Regions from separate parts of the Sus scrofa genome. Here region 2 is linked to region 1. The links are chromatin contacts, called in public Hi-C maps. All regions are on one chromosome and are shown on one strand. The core of a region is the stretch at or near the end of the contact, and the rest is flanking DNA. Distances in the headings are between cores, read along the strand shown.

Region 1 (7,161 bases), core at 2,498-4,997:
CTCCTTCAAGTCTAAGTCACCAACCCAACATAAGAGAGAGAGAGACATCCAGAACCGGTATCTGTGCCTTCCAAGCTCTTTTATTCTCAGCCAGGAAAGAGGCAGGCAGACAGTGAAGGCACGTGGATGCTAATTAGGTTATGTAACCAACGGCACGAAGGCTCCTCTGGAGCTGGGCTGGCTCTTGGTGGCTCCTTCCCCTTACATCCATCGTTCTCCTTGACCCAATGACTACCAAGTGGCCCTAGGTAGCTTCCTTTTCTCTGATTTCTTCTCAGGATTGGTGCTGCTGAGGTCTCTCTCCCTGTTGTGTGTGTAACTGACACAGTGATCACAAGGTCTGGAACTTCCCTAATCACCACCAGAGACAGAAACTGCAAGCCGTGTCTGTTACCACAGTCGAGCAGCTGGATTTCCTACTGCTCAGATGCCCACCCTACCCCACTGTGATGTCCCAGCAGAAGCATCATCTGAAGACCAAGATGAAGTAGAGTGAAAAGGGAACCATCCAAAGCTCAAAATTTGTCCTAAAAATTTCCCAGTGTGGCCATGGGGGCAAGTGTCTACCTAGCCCTGCCCACATGTCCTCTGCTCCCACCCTCCCTCTTTCCGCAAACTTGGCCCTGAACTGTTCCTCCTCTCCAACTCCCACTGGCTCAACTCATTAGACACTTATCTTTCCAAGATCTCTTCCAAGATGGGAAAGGGCATTGTTTATAGGGTAGTAAAAGCATGAGCTCTGAAGTCCAACAGACCTGAGCTACAATTTTAGCTCTGCCATTCACTGGCTGAGTGATGCAGACAAGTGATGTAGGCCCCAACCTCACTCCCCCATAATCATAAAACATTAATAATTATATCAATCTCACCAGGGTAATAATAAGGTTAAATGAGACATTGTTTGCATGCTAATCAGGGTGGTTAGCACAGCTGCTATAACAAAAATTCCCAAATCTCAGAGGCTAGATACAACAAGAGTTCCCTCCTCCGAGTTCCCTCATGGTGCAGTGGATTGAGGATCTGGCACTGCCACAGCTGTGGTATCGGCTGTGGCTGCAGCGGGATTCACTTCCTGGCCCCGGGAACTTTCATACACCTCGAGTAGCTGCCTCCCTCCAAAAAAAGAGTTCTCTTCACTCAAGTCATAAGTTGATGCAGATTGGGTGTCTCTCCTGCATAGCTCCTCTCTAAGAGGTGATTCAGGGTCCCCGGCTCCTTCCATCCCCGTGGAGTCCTACACGGGGCTCCCTCCACTGGCTGACAGAATAGCAAAGACAGAGTCAGAGGCTGGGCGGGAAGTGGCACCCAGCAATTCAACTTCACTTTGGCTAAAACCCAGTCACATACTCCACATAATTGCAAGACAAGCTGGGAAATACGGTTGTCCTGGGTACCCAGGAAAAGGAAATAGAATTGCTCACCATCTAGCAGGTCTCCGCTACAATATTTAAGCATTTAGCACAATGACTGATACACAGCAAAAGTTTAATAAACAAAAGATACTGTTATAATTACTTCCTCCTATTACTTATCCTGATACTGGTATGAATACTAGAAACCACTGAACCTTAGGTGGACTTTTCAGAACACTAAGAATGAATAACTGCATACAAACCAAAACAATGTATTAATTTCTTTTTTAAAAAAAAAAGAGAGATGGTAATCATAGATGTGACAAAGCTCCTGTTCTAGGTGCTTTCTTTTAAAGATACACTAGAATAGGCCACATCCAAATGCTGACTCTGCCCTTAGCAAAACAGTCACCTATGTCAGCCATGGTGGTTTTCTCTTCTAATACAGGAGTGCTGATTTCGCCACTTTACAGGGTTCTTCAAAAAATAGATTCCCTCATGTCTAAACATATACTTCCCTCAGTCTGGAACACTCTCCCTATCCACTCTTCACCCAGCTACCTCCTATTCACTCCTCAGGTCTCAGCTTGATGTCACCTTCCCCAGGAAGCCTTCTTTATCCTTGACCCCATGTTTCCTGTCCCTGCGTTAGCCTGTACTTCCCTTCCCAGAGCACTTACCACAACATGTTAAAAGTCTCTGTTCACTTTCTCTGTCTAGCTGAGTGTGCATTTCTTGAGGGAAGGGGCCTTGTATTCATCACCATTTCATCCCCAGCCTCAATAATGTGCAGGCACATAATATCCCCAAGCTCATAATGATTTACAGTAAATGTATGTCCTATGAATAAATTAAGGATCCTGACCCTTCTTCAAATTGGTAAGTCAGGAGTTCCCACTGTGGCTCAGCAGAAACAAATCTGACTAGTATCCACAAGGAGGTGGTTTCAACCCCTGGCCTCGCTCGGTGGGTTAAGGATCCAGTATTGCTGTGAGTTGCGATGTAGGTCACAGACACAGCTGGATCTGGTGCCGCTGTGGCTGTGGCGTAGGCCAGCAGCACAGCTCTGATTCAACCCCTAGTCTGGGAACCTCCATATGCCACGAGTGCGGCCCTAAAAAAGGACAAAAATAAAAATTAATTAAAATAGTTTAAAAAATGGTAAGGCAGTATAGACTTGTAAACACAACTCAACATTAAACTAGAAGTAAAGACAAATTCAGATACAGTGCAGTGTACGCCTCCTTATAAAGGTCAAAGGGAACTAAAAAGTCATTTCAGAGAGTAGCCACACCCTGGGTCATGCCTGGGTACTTCTGAGCAATTTGCTACCTCTTAATCTCTCAGATGAGCAACAGAGGATGCAAAAAAGTATCCTCATGCATTAAAAACCCTGGGACTCTTCCTCTGGGCCAGGGTGAGAGTGTGGCAACAAGAGCTGACCACTGAGGGTGGCCACGACTGACCATGCATCCTGCTGGGTTTGCATATACTTCCCCACTATCCATGCAGCTGGTGTATCCCTAACCTTCACCCACCACCATCAAAAAACAAGGTCTTTCTAGTTCCACTGTAGACCCTCAGACACAGGATGGGACTGGGAGGCTTCCCCATATACACAGTCTGAATCATGTCACCACCCAACAAAGGTGAAGCAGCAGTTTGTCTGGGTGCCCTGATATCTCCTGATATCTCCTGGGTGCACCTGGAGTGAAGTCAAGCTGAGCCAGTTGACAGAGGTGATGAGTGACTGCTGAGGTTTACCCAGTTTTCCCTGAGTGCTATTACCCAGCAAGGAAAAAAAAAAAAAGCTCTAAACATGGGATTTCAGGCAAATGAGAGAAACCAAAAAAGGCTGGAAGATGTCATAGGCGCCCCTTCCAGAACATTAAGCAGGTAGAGGACTGCCTATTTTACTGCTGGTTTAGCTCAGAGCTCTATACCAAATACTCTGGCAACACCAAAACTCACATGTGTCCTCTCACACTTCGCCGAGCGCCTGGGATAATCTCCTTCCCCAACTCCAAGCGGCCATGGATCCTAAACCTACTTGTCCTTACCTTACCGTCTGTTCTGACACCCTCACCCCACTTTCTGCGCCCACAGGGGCAAGGCAGTCCCGAACCCCCTGCGCTCAACACACACACACACCCCTCCGGGCTACCCAGACTGCTTTCGCCCGCTGGCACTGGTCGTTCCCAGGGGGTGAGCGTTGTCCCGCACCCGCCCCAGGACAGCAGGCACCCGCCCTGCCCCTGTTTCCTCTCCACTGGCCTGAGTTGTCCTCGCTCGGCTGCTGCTCTGGCTCCCGGACGCCGCGGCTCGTGGGCGTGGCTCTCGAGGCCCCGCCCTTCTGACGTCAGCCCCGCGGGGGGCGGGCGGGGCTGGTGACCCGAGCTTTCAGTCTCAGCTCAGCAGAGCAGCGGCAGGAGGCGCGCATCCCGGCTCCGGCTTCTGCTCCCGCTCCGGAGGATGAGGCGCTCTCAGGATGCTGCCGCTCCTGGTAGTGCCGCTGGCGATGTTCCTGTGCCTGCTTCTAGGCTCCTGCGCGCACGGTAAGGATCCAGGGTCTAGCCCGGCCCTGCCCTCTCTGCGCCCGCCACGCTCCTTCTCCCACCCGTCGTCAGTCACCCCTACGTTGAAGTTCTGTGTACCACGGAGAACCCCGTCTGGCTGGCCCTTGCCGGAGAGGGGCTCCCATTTTCTCCCGCCTCCCCTGATCTCCCTCATTCTGGCCAGCCTGGGTCTCAGGCTCGCCCGTTGTGGAAGTGGAAGAGGCTGAGATTGATGGGGGAGTGGGGAAGTGTAGGTAGAGAAGTTAAATAACCCCACCACCACCACCGTCCACCCACCTCCCTGTGAGTCATAAATTTATCCTCGACTTTTTTCTGCTTAAAATGCTGGGACCGTTTCTCCCTCTGGGGAATTACTTTGATTCAGCCTGAGTTTACCTTCCCTTAGCTCTCTGATTAACCCCTTGCTGCTCCATGCCATCTCACCCCCATCTCAGCTCTTATCTCCCACTATCCCTGTCACCTCCATCGGATCATCCATTCTCCTTCTTTAGCCTCTAATGCTCTGGCCCTGACATCTGCCTCCCTCCTCCCTACTGCTACCCCTTAGCTGTCCTAACCCAGCCAGAAAGTTTCTGCAACTGAGAAGAGCAAACCCTGGAGAGAGAGAAAGAGAATGAAAGGGTGGGGAGTTGGAGGGACCAGGAGCAGAGGCAGGGAGAGCAGGGCCTGAAAGCACTTCTACAGTGACGCCAGAATACAAAGTAAGATATGTGGTCACCAGTCACATGACCGAGAGCTGGAGTCGGGGACATGCAGCCCAAACACCACAAAGACCCACTGCATTTTTTCACTTTCCATCTAGTGTTTTGAAATCGAGACATAGACTTGAAGATCAAAGACAGTACAGGAAAGAAAGCAAGGGACAGGAACAGATGTGCTTACTAAGTGAGAATGACAGAAAAAAAAAAAAAGCAAGCATTATTAGAAAGATGAGAAGCTGGAGTACAAGGGAAGCCTGGGAATCACTGTCAGATGAAGAGACAGTAAGGGATCAGGGAGGAGAGAAGAAGAACTGACTGTGGGTATTGGCCTAGACCTTCATTGCACTTGATCGGCAAGACTCTTAAAGTAGATGTACTTATCACACATTCTTAAAATGAGAGCACAGGTTCAGCGAGGTTAAATAATGTCCCAAGTCACACTGGCAAGTACTAGTTTGAGGTTCTTGAAGTTAGAACTTCCCGTGGGGAATGGTGTGGGGGTGGGAGGGGAAGACAGGAGATGGAGGTGGGCATTGGTATTTAGTATCTCACCTTGGAGCCAAGGGTGTCAGCTCTTTGCAGGAACATCCTCAGCCCAGTCTAGAACCAGGACTGCCTGTCCTCACATGCCCTGCGGCTGGGCATCTGGCTCTGGTAAAGCCCTCCTCAAAGCTGGCGAATGGGGCAAGCCCTCAGCTTGGGGTTCCGTGAAGAGCAACAGATAGATGCCAAGACACAGGGTATCTGTGTACCCAAAGAACTCCAGAGAAGAGGGCCTGGGGTTAGGGCAGGGGCTGAGGCCAGGATGGGGCCAGGTGTGGGGCTGGATCAGACACAGGCATTGGGCAGAGCCAGGGACTCTCTCATCTGAGAGCTCATGGTGAGCCTGCCTTAGCCCTTAGCCCCTGCCCTCTTGCCTGGGATGTATCTTACCTTGCTTGGCTCTCCTCACCCAGCAGCACTTCTGCTTCTGACCACAGACAGCACAGGACAGTGATTAAAGGACATGCACTAGCTCTGGGATCAGACACCTTTGGCTTCAAGGGCCCACTTTACCCCTTACTATCCCCATTGGGCCTGGGCAAGTCACTTGACCCTCTGAGCCTTCATTTCTTCTCTGGTAAAATTGGGGTGATCAATGTCTTCCTAGTAGGACTATTGTAATAATTAAATGAGACAATATATGTAAAGTCCTTAGCTGAGTGCTTAGCTCAAGGTCAAGTGCTCAGTAAAGGGGAGCTATGAGAATGCTTGCCATCATCATCAACTCCTCCCTGAGGGAGGGAGTGGGCTCTGCTGGCTCCAGTACTGACACTCTTCTCCCTGCGGACAGAACTGCCCAAGCCTCCATCTGTGTGGTTTGAAGCAGAATTTTTCCACCACGTCCTCCATTGGACACCCAGCCCGAATCAGTCTGAAAGTACCTACTATGAAGTGGAGCTCCAGAGGTAAGCAGAGGGGACGATGGGGAAAGGAGAGAGGTGGGTGAGGGAGTGGGTGAGTCCAGCCCCTTCTACCCGCTTGTTACTGAAGTGCCACCAGGAAGGACCCTGGCACATACCCATCAGTTGACAAGTACTGATTGAGTCTCGTATGTCCTGAGCAGTGTGCTGGGAGCTCTGGGGTGAGAAAGCCAAGGTGTTGCCTTTACCCTCAAGATTTTTCCATCTTATTGGGAAAACAGGAAAAAAGCATCCATAAACAGTTGGAGAACAAGGAAACCCTGAGGACTGCAGATGAAGCTGGGAGAAGGGAGGAAATGGGCTGTGTTGCAGGGGGTCGCAAATCTTCCTGGAGGAGCTGGGATGTGAGCTACTCATGTTCCAATATAAGGAACGAGGACCCCTTTTTTGTTTTTTCAAAGGGGTATTAAATCATGTATTGGTTACCCATGGTTATGGATGATAAGTAAACTTCATTCCTGTCTGTAACTTTATCTGGTACCATAATTCAGTTTAGATACATTGCATAGGCTATGCCAACAATTGGGATGCCCTGGGCTAGAGGGAATACCCTGAGTGCTGTACCATAAGAGCTCTCCCCTGGCCTCTTGCTTCCCTCCTGAAGGAGGTATGTCTGAGCATAAGTTCCCCTCCTAATACTTCCCCTAATACCTCCCCAGGTATGGAGATAAGCCCTGGAAGCCCATCCCCCATTGTAGCCAGACCCTAATGCTGTCCTGTGATCTCACCATGGAGACCCTGGATCTGTATCATAGCAATGGTTACCGAGCCAGAGTCCGGGCCGTGGACAAAAGCCAGCACTCCAACTGGACCTCTTCCAACACCCGCTTCTCTGTGGATGAAGGTGCTTCTCCTCCTCTGGGCCTAGAACATGGTCTCTTCCAGCCAGAAGCTCTAGTCTGGAACTTATCTCTCTGTTCCCATAGCTTGCCATGTCTGCCAGGCTTCCTGGCCGGAGACCTAGTTGCCCAAACAAGCTTGAATCAGGATTTTGCAGGTTTAGATGAAAATAGCCAAGTCGTTCAAGATTTAAAAGGGGGAGTTTCCATCGTGGCTCAGCAGTTAATGA
Region 2 (7,161 bases), core at 3,383-5,882, 66 kb after region 1:
CTTAAGCAAATGATACTGTGAGCTGGGGATCACTACAGCCCTACACCCTTACCCAAGACACCAGTTTTGTTTTGTTCTGTTTTTTTTTTTTACAGCCACACCCATGGCATATGGAAGTTCCCAGGCTAGCGGTTGAATCGGAGCTACAGATGCCAGGCTACACCACAGCCACAGCAACGTGGGATCTGAGCCACATCCGCAACCCACACCACAGCTCACAGCAATGCCGGATTCTTCACCCATTGAGCAAGGCCAGGGATTGAACCCACAACCTCAAGGACACTGTTGGGTTCTTAACCCACTGAGACACAACAGGAACTCTGAGAGTGCCAGTTTCAGTGCCTAAGCTTTGCTGAAAAGAATCGGTATCTTGGGAAATGTGGGATGCAAAAAACAATTTCTGAGTGTTTCAAGGCCTGTCAACGGTCCCTTAGAAGGTGGCCACTCAGGCTCAGATGGAACCTGGCCAAGGACCTCCCCCCTCCCTCCACATCAGTGCTCCCCAGAGTATAAGTGCACCCACTGGTAATATAGGAGGTGATTATGGTGGTTCCTGGGACCATTTTTAATCATAATTATACATTTACAGGTTCAGTGTGTTTCAGAAGAGAAATTAGGACATCAAATCTGAATTTTATGGGAGTTCCCGTTGTGGCTCAGCAGCAATGAAACCAACTAGTATCCATGAGGATACGGGTTTGATCCCCTGGCCCCACTCAGTGTGTTAGGGATCTGGCGTGGCCGTGAGCTGTGGTGTAGGTTGAAGAAAGGGCTCAGATCTGGTGTTGCTGTGGCTGTGGCGTAGGCCAGGGGCTACAGCTCTGATTCGATTCCTAGCCTGGGAACTTCCACATGTCGTGGGTGGGGCCCTAAAAGGAAAAAAAAAAAAAAAATCTGGTTTTTGTGGATTTAACTGCTGAGGACAAGGTTAAAGGAGGTATTTAATTTTAAAAAATAAGTTGGGTTTAAGAAAAATGTTAATAATGGTACAAGTGCTTTGGGGAGGAGGCAAAGGTCATATATTAAGTGGCTGAGGAAACACTGCTCTGGATGAAACATAAGAGTAACAGCCAAACACCAGCCCATCTCAGAGGAGGAGATGCCTTCTGGGAAGGAATGTGTCCCAAAGGAATAAAATGTCACAAGCCCTGGGCCAAGGCAGGAGAAGGGGAACCTGCCCCTCTTATTTCCTTCCACCTACAGCCATGGCTGAATAGCTACAAAAAAGAACAAGAAAAAAAAGTAACGGTTTGGTTAATAATCAAAATGCACCATTTTATAAGCAAAATATATTTTTAACTCAAGAAAGTGTTATTTCACTAACCATCCCACAGGGTGTTGCAAGCATGACCTGAAGCTGCAACAGGAAATGGCCCCTTGATGTGGCCCACAGGCCTGGACAGCAAGCAGCGGCAGGGTGAGGGCCCATCACCAATCTCAGCAGGGGGGCCACTGCCCTGGCCCTGGCAGCAACAGGGAGCCATGCCATAGCGGGCCAGCAAAGGGGGATAGGGGGATAGTTCTGCAAGAGGTGGCCAGGAGGGCTGGTCCAAATAGGGAACCAGAGATGCCATCTGGGAATATTTCAAAGGGAAGCTGTAAATCTTGAATGTTTTTTCCACCTTTTTTTTTTTTTTTTCTGGCCCAACCTGTGGCACATGGGAGTTCCCAGGCCAGGGATCAAACCCAAGGCACAGGCGCAACCTATGCCACAGCTGCGTGGCAACACCAGCTCCTTAACCCACTGAGCGGGACTGGGGATTGAACATGTGCCACCAGAGAAACAACGCTGGATCCTTAACCTACCGAGCCACAGAGGGAACTCCCTCATATTTCTTATTTTTAATTTCTATTTCTTCGGTGTGTTTTATAACATTCATATATACTAGAGTAGAAGTATAAATATAATTTATAAATACATAAATACCAGAGTGAACACTCAAAATTGTTTATGGATAGGAGGCAGGATCAAAAATTTGGCTGCTGTACGTCTACATTCCTCCCTAACTGCCGCTGCCTGGGTTGCTGTCAATAGTTTCTCCACGTAAACTGTACCTCCCACACTGGATGCTGGGGGAGAGGGGGTTGGGGAGCTGGTGGGGGCACCTGTGCCATTGAGTTCAAACCACTTCATGCGTAGTGGGGTCTCTGGGGCCTGGAGGGTTCTGAGGGGCCCAGGCTCCTTGGAGGAGCGGGTATGGGAAGCTCTGTAAAGTCTAAAGTCCTGGAAATAACACAGGGTCTGCCTTCAGAGGGACCTTCACTAGAGCCCACGTCCTAGCACAGGCTGGCTGTGCAATCTGGAGTGCCTACTCTGAACAGCAAGTTTGTCTTCTGTCCAATGAAGAGCTCAAGAGTGATACATAAGGAGTTCCCGTCGTGGCGCAGTGGTTAACGAATCCGACTAGGAACCACGAGGTTGCGGGTTCGGTCCCTGCCCTTGCTCAGTGGGTTAACAATCTGGCGTTGCCGTGAGCTGTGGTGTAGGTTGCAGACGCCCAAGAAATAGCAACAACAACAACAAAAAAGACAAAAGACAAAATAAATAAATAAATAAATAAATAATTTAAAAATAAATAAATAAATAAAAACTGCATTAAAAAAAAAAAAAAAGAGTGATACATAAGTCGTGGCCTCTTTGCAAGGCTCCCAAGAAGTAAGAGGAAAGGGGGCTTGGGGAATCCTAGAGCACCTTCCTTTCCAGAACACAGAGCGTCCCTGGCATGGGGTGGCCCCAGAGGCTCCCAGGTACAAAGTCTGTGAGGAGGGGGTGCAACAGGGCCAGCGAGGGGAACCTGACAAAGCCAGGTCTCTGCCCAAACAGGCCAGAAGTCATGCACAGCCCAGGTGAGCTGGGGCACCGGCACCCAGCCGCCCACACCAACCATCAGCCACCCCTGCCATCTCCAGGTTCCTGTAGCTGCTGAGAAAGTTCAAGGGTAAGTTGGCTTTCACTCTTTGACTCTTCTTATTCATCTCAGCCAGACCTTTGGGGGTAGGGGGAGAGGTGAGGAAGACAGCTGACATGCAGTCATTCTGAGCACCCCTGGGGTCCTCCTGCTCACAGCCTCCCTTTCCCCCAAGCCTCCACCGGCCCTCCTGACTCTTGTTTCCTAAGAAACAAGCACAGGCTGATTCATGCAGGTTGCAGAAAACAGGATAAACCCAGGCTGCTTTGTAGGGTTACAAGTTCAGAGGCTTTGGGGTTTTCTGGATCTAATCTTGAAGCATCGAGACACATCTGAATACTTGGATGATTCCCAGCTTCTCTTCCTCTTGTCACCCTGGTCACGCTGATGTGCACTGAACCCCAGACCAGAGGCTCCCAGCCCTTCATGCACCATTTGAAGGAAATGGATCCACTGACCTCCCCTAGTCCGTTCCCATCCCATCCGATTCCTCTGAGTCCCTGCAAAAGAACTTCTCTGGGAGGAGAACCAGGCTGTGGCTCGTTCCATTCTCGCATTTCTGACTTTTGCCATTTGGGGAAGCCAGAGAGCAGGTTCTGCTATGCACTTTTGCGGGGAGACACGAGGAGGGTAGAAGCAGGCTCCGTGCCACGTCCAGGGCCATGAAGGCATCAGTGGAGATCAAGGCCCGGCCTTCCACTCTAGCTTGGGGCACCAAAGCAGAGAAAGCATCCTTTCTGATTTTGAACAGACAAGGTCCTGCCTTTTACCACTCTCTGCTGAGACCCTGAAACAGACTGTGAGCTTCCCACACACAGGTGCACAGCTGCTCATCTATCTCTGTGTCTCCCTGCACAGCTCAGTGTCTGGCACAGGCAGCTGCTGAAGGGACAAGGGCGTAGCTGATTCAGCTCAGTCCTGCTGGGGCTAGCACAGTACTGCTTGATACAAGCTGCTATTGTAAAAGTTGCTGTCGTGGCTAAGCGGGTTAAGGACCTGCACGTTCCATCTCTGGCCTCAATCAGTGGGTTAAGGATCCAGCTTTGCCCCAAGCAGCATAGGTCACAGATGTGGCTCAATTCCAGTGTTGCTGTGGCTATGGTACAGGCTGGCAGCTGAAGCTCCAATTCAACCCGTAGCCTGGGAACTTTCATATGCGACAGGTATGGCTCGTAAAAAGAAAAAAATAAAATAAACAAATAAAGCTGCTGGGATTAGCTAGCACCTCTCTCCTCCCACTGCACTGGCTGAGATGCCCAGATTAAACGCGGGGCTTCAGAACCCTCAGAAGATCTTGCAAATCAGTGCTGAGTCTCAGAGCTCCATTTCCTGGGTAACAGCCTCAGATCAAGGTTTTACCCAGGTGTGAGCTCTCCCAACAGCCCAGGAAAGGGGTAAAGGTGAGAACCCTCGCTCACCACAGTGCAGATAGACAGGGTCAAAAAAAAAAAAAAAAAAAAAAAAAAACAACCTGTCAGCTCCACCCTACCTGTGTGAGCCCTCACCATGGGAGCAGAGGCAGGAGGGGAGAACACCACAGCCAGCCAGGTCATCTGTGGTTTCACTTCTCTGGTGAATCAGTTCCCTGTGCAGGAGCCCAGAAGAGCAACCTTGAGTTGAAATATTGTTGAGCCAATTGCAAATGAAGGCACAGGGTAGTGGGGCCGGGAGCAGGGTGTGAAGTCACACCTGCCATTGGTTCAGCCACGCCACATGTCCTTTGGCCCAACCAGCGAGCCTCCGAGGAGGGAACGGTGTACCTGCCTTGCAGGGATGGATGCAGAATGACTCAGAGCTGAAAGCGCTGGGCCAATGGGAAAAGCCTCCACACCTGTGCATTACTTAGAGCGTTAACTAACGGGAGCTATGGTCAGATTCAAGGCATCGCTTGGAACAATTTGGGGGCACTATTTGCATAGACTCAATATGAAAAGTCATCCCACCCACCTCCCCCTCCTCAGCAGAGCGGATCTGCCTCCCTTCCTCCAGAGAAGACCCCAGACTCTGATTTCCTGAATCCAATCTTGAATAGCTCCTCCGGGGTCCAGGGCCCCCCAGAAGGGAAGGAGAAAGGAGGGAGAACCAGAAACAGTCTGCTGCCAGGATTTTCCGCGAAGCTAATAAGCTTAGGTGTCAGGACCCTCACCTGCACGGACCCTTCCCAGCCTCTCGGCTTAATTCTGTGTTCCTGTTTTAAAGAAAGTCTCCAAAACCTTTTAAACTCCAGGCCCCCAAAAAACGGGTCTGCTCTGGCTCCCCAGTAGGACTCTTCTCTCCTCAGAAATAAGCTCTCATCATCCCCCATATGACAGCCAACATCCTCCACCAGCCAGCCTCCTCCCCCTGGATATCCACCCATCTTGCCAACTCGGACAGGCTGACAGGTTCCTGCTTCCACCACTCGGCTCAGGACACCCCCAGCCAGGACTGCATTTTTCCTAACTTTTTGGCCTATTGCACTGGCTGCTCATCCTTCCAGACCCACAGCAAATACTACCGACAGTAGGAAGCTGTCCCCAAGTCCCAGTGCCCTCCGCCCCTGGACTCAGCATGTCCCTCTGTCACAGTATTAACCCATAACATGGAAACTTCAGTTGGAGAGTCCACTTCCCCAACCAGGCTGTGTGCTCCTCTGGGATCCAGGCACATTTATCTGATTCAGATCCTCAGAGCCTACCAGCTCAGAGCTGGCTCCTCCCAGGTGCTGAGCAAATATTTCTCGAATGAATGGATCAATGAATGGCACTGCAATGACAGAATGATTTTAAAAGGTCAAGTTCAGTCTGGTTCCCACCTGCAGTCACTGCGCTCACTCTCACCACTCTCTTCCTGAGATCTTATTCTGCATCTTTGGGAAGTGAAGCCCTGAGAAACCATTTCTGGAGCCTTTGCGCCCCCTAGTGGTTGAATGGCCACCAGCCTCTTCCCGAAGAACCAGAGGCAACAGGCAGGGCGCAGTCCTTGGAAGTCCTGCACAAATGTTTGACCGCCTCCACCACTGACACACGCCTCCCCGCCCCTCCCGAAACAATGTGTCCACCAGGTTTTTATTCAGGTGGAGGAGGCTCAGGTCCTACAATTTCTGTAAGTCTTTGACCTTTAAGGTGCTATGACGACTATGGTCCAAAGACCTCACCCAGGACCCAGTTGCCCTGACAGTGTTGTGGCCACCACATCTCCCCAGGAGATCTCAGAAAAGGGAATGCCATCCTGCTTCCTGTGTCTCTGGTCTGGCATTCTTGCCTGTTGCTTTCAAGGGCCTCCACCTGGGATGTGTGCCTGGGCCAGGATGAGCCATGGAGCCCCAGTCCCACAGAAAGCGAGCACAGCAAAGTCCTGCTCTATTTCCTGGCTTCTGAGGAGCCCATCAGCTACTTTATTCCAACAGCCTTCCTCACTCTGTACCACATCTTGCTGCCACCAACCCCAGCCTTGCCACCTGGAATTGGGACTGAAAACTTTGTTTTGTCCGGGCCATGCAGTGTTGTATTCATACTTGAATGCAATGCCTTTCAATGACAGATGCCTTCTGCTGGTGTCTCCCTGCCCTCTGTTAAATATATCTGCAGATCTTTTTGACTTACAATGGAGTTACATCCTGATAAACACATCACAGTTGAAAATACGTCAAAAATGCATTTTTTAATTTTTTTTTTTTTTTTTTTGGCTGTGCCCTCTGCATGCAAAAGTTCCCAGGCCAAGGATCAAACCTGCACCACAGAAGTGACCCAAGCCACAGCAGTGACAACACCAGATCCTTAACTGCTAGGGCACCAACAAATTCCAAAAATGCATTTACTATACCCAACCTAACAAACATCATAGCTTAGCCTAGCCTACTTTAAACATGCTCAAAACAATCACATTAGCCCATGGGTGGGCAGAATCATCTAACACAAAGCCTAGTTTATAATCAAGTATTGAATAATTCATGTAATTTATTAAGTACTGTACTGAGAGTGAAAAACAGGCCAGTTGTCTGGGAAAGAATGGTCATTTCCTCTTGTGATCCCCTGGCTGATTGGGAGCTGTGGTGGCTGCCACTGCCCAGCATCATGAGAGAGTATCACACAGCCCATCACTAGCCAGGAAAAGACTGAAATTCAAAATTCCAAGTTCCTACTGAATGGGTATCATTTTGTACCATCAAAAAGTTGAAAATCAGAGTCTCCACTGTGGCTCAGCAGTAATGAACCCAAGTAATATCCATGAGGATGCAGGTTCAATCCCTGGCCTTACTCCGTGGGTTAAG

Evidence for each region. Hi-C and Micro-C count contacts between places; a contact is called where the count stands out from the background.
Region 2: a contact with region 1 is called in a Hi-C map of blood, with 3 times the contacts expected there. The contact joins the enhancer-like site here to the promoter of IL10RA in region 1. A contact is called at or near these places in 2 of 5 promoter capture datasets (fetal liver and fetal skeletal muscle), 18 of 47 Hi-C or Micro-C datasets (alveolar macrophages, blood, embryonic fibroblasts and 8 more) and 1 of 2 datasets of contacts at active chromatin or transcription factors (alveolar macrophages).

What each region holds. Positions count from the first base shown.
Region 1 is chr9:45,306,780-45,313,940 of Sscrofa11.1, forward strand. It overlaps IL10RA (interleukin-10 receptor subunit alpha), which reads left to right and starts at 3,748. Exons shown (of 7, transcript XM_005656637.3): 1 at 3,748-3,907; 2 at 5,963-6,077; 3 at 6,752-6,936. The coding sequence starts at 3,841.
Region 2 is chr9:45,372,294-45,379,454 of Sscrofa11.1, forward strand. The region is part of intron 1 of LOC100622439 (a long non-coding RNA gene); the gene reads right to left. Among named protein-coding and RNA genes, the nearest start is that of TMPRSS4, 25 kb to the right of the region's middle. Within about 2 kb of position 4,633, at least 3 of the 83 cell types and tissues checked have an H3K27ac peak or open chromatin away from gene starts, as enhancers often do.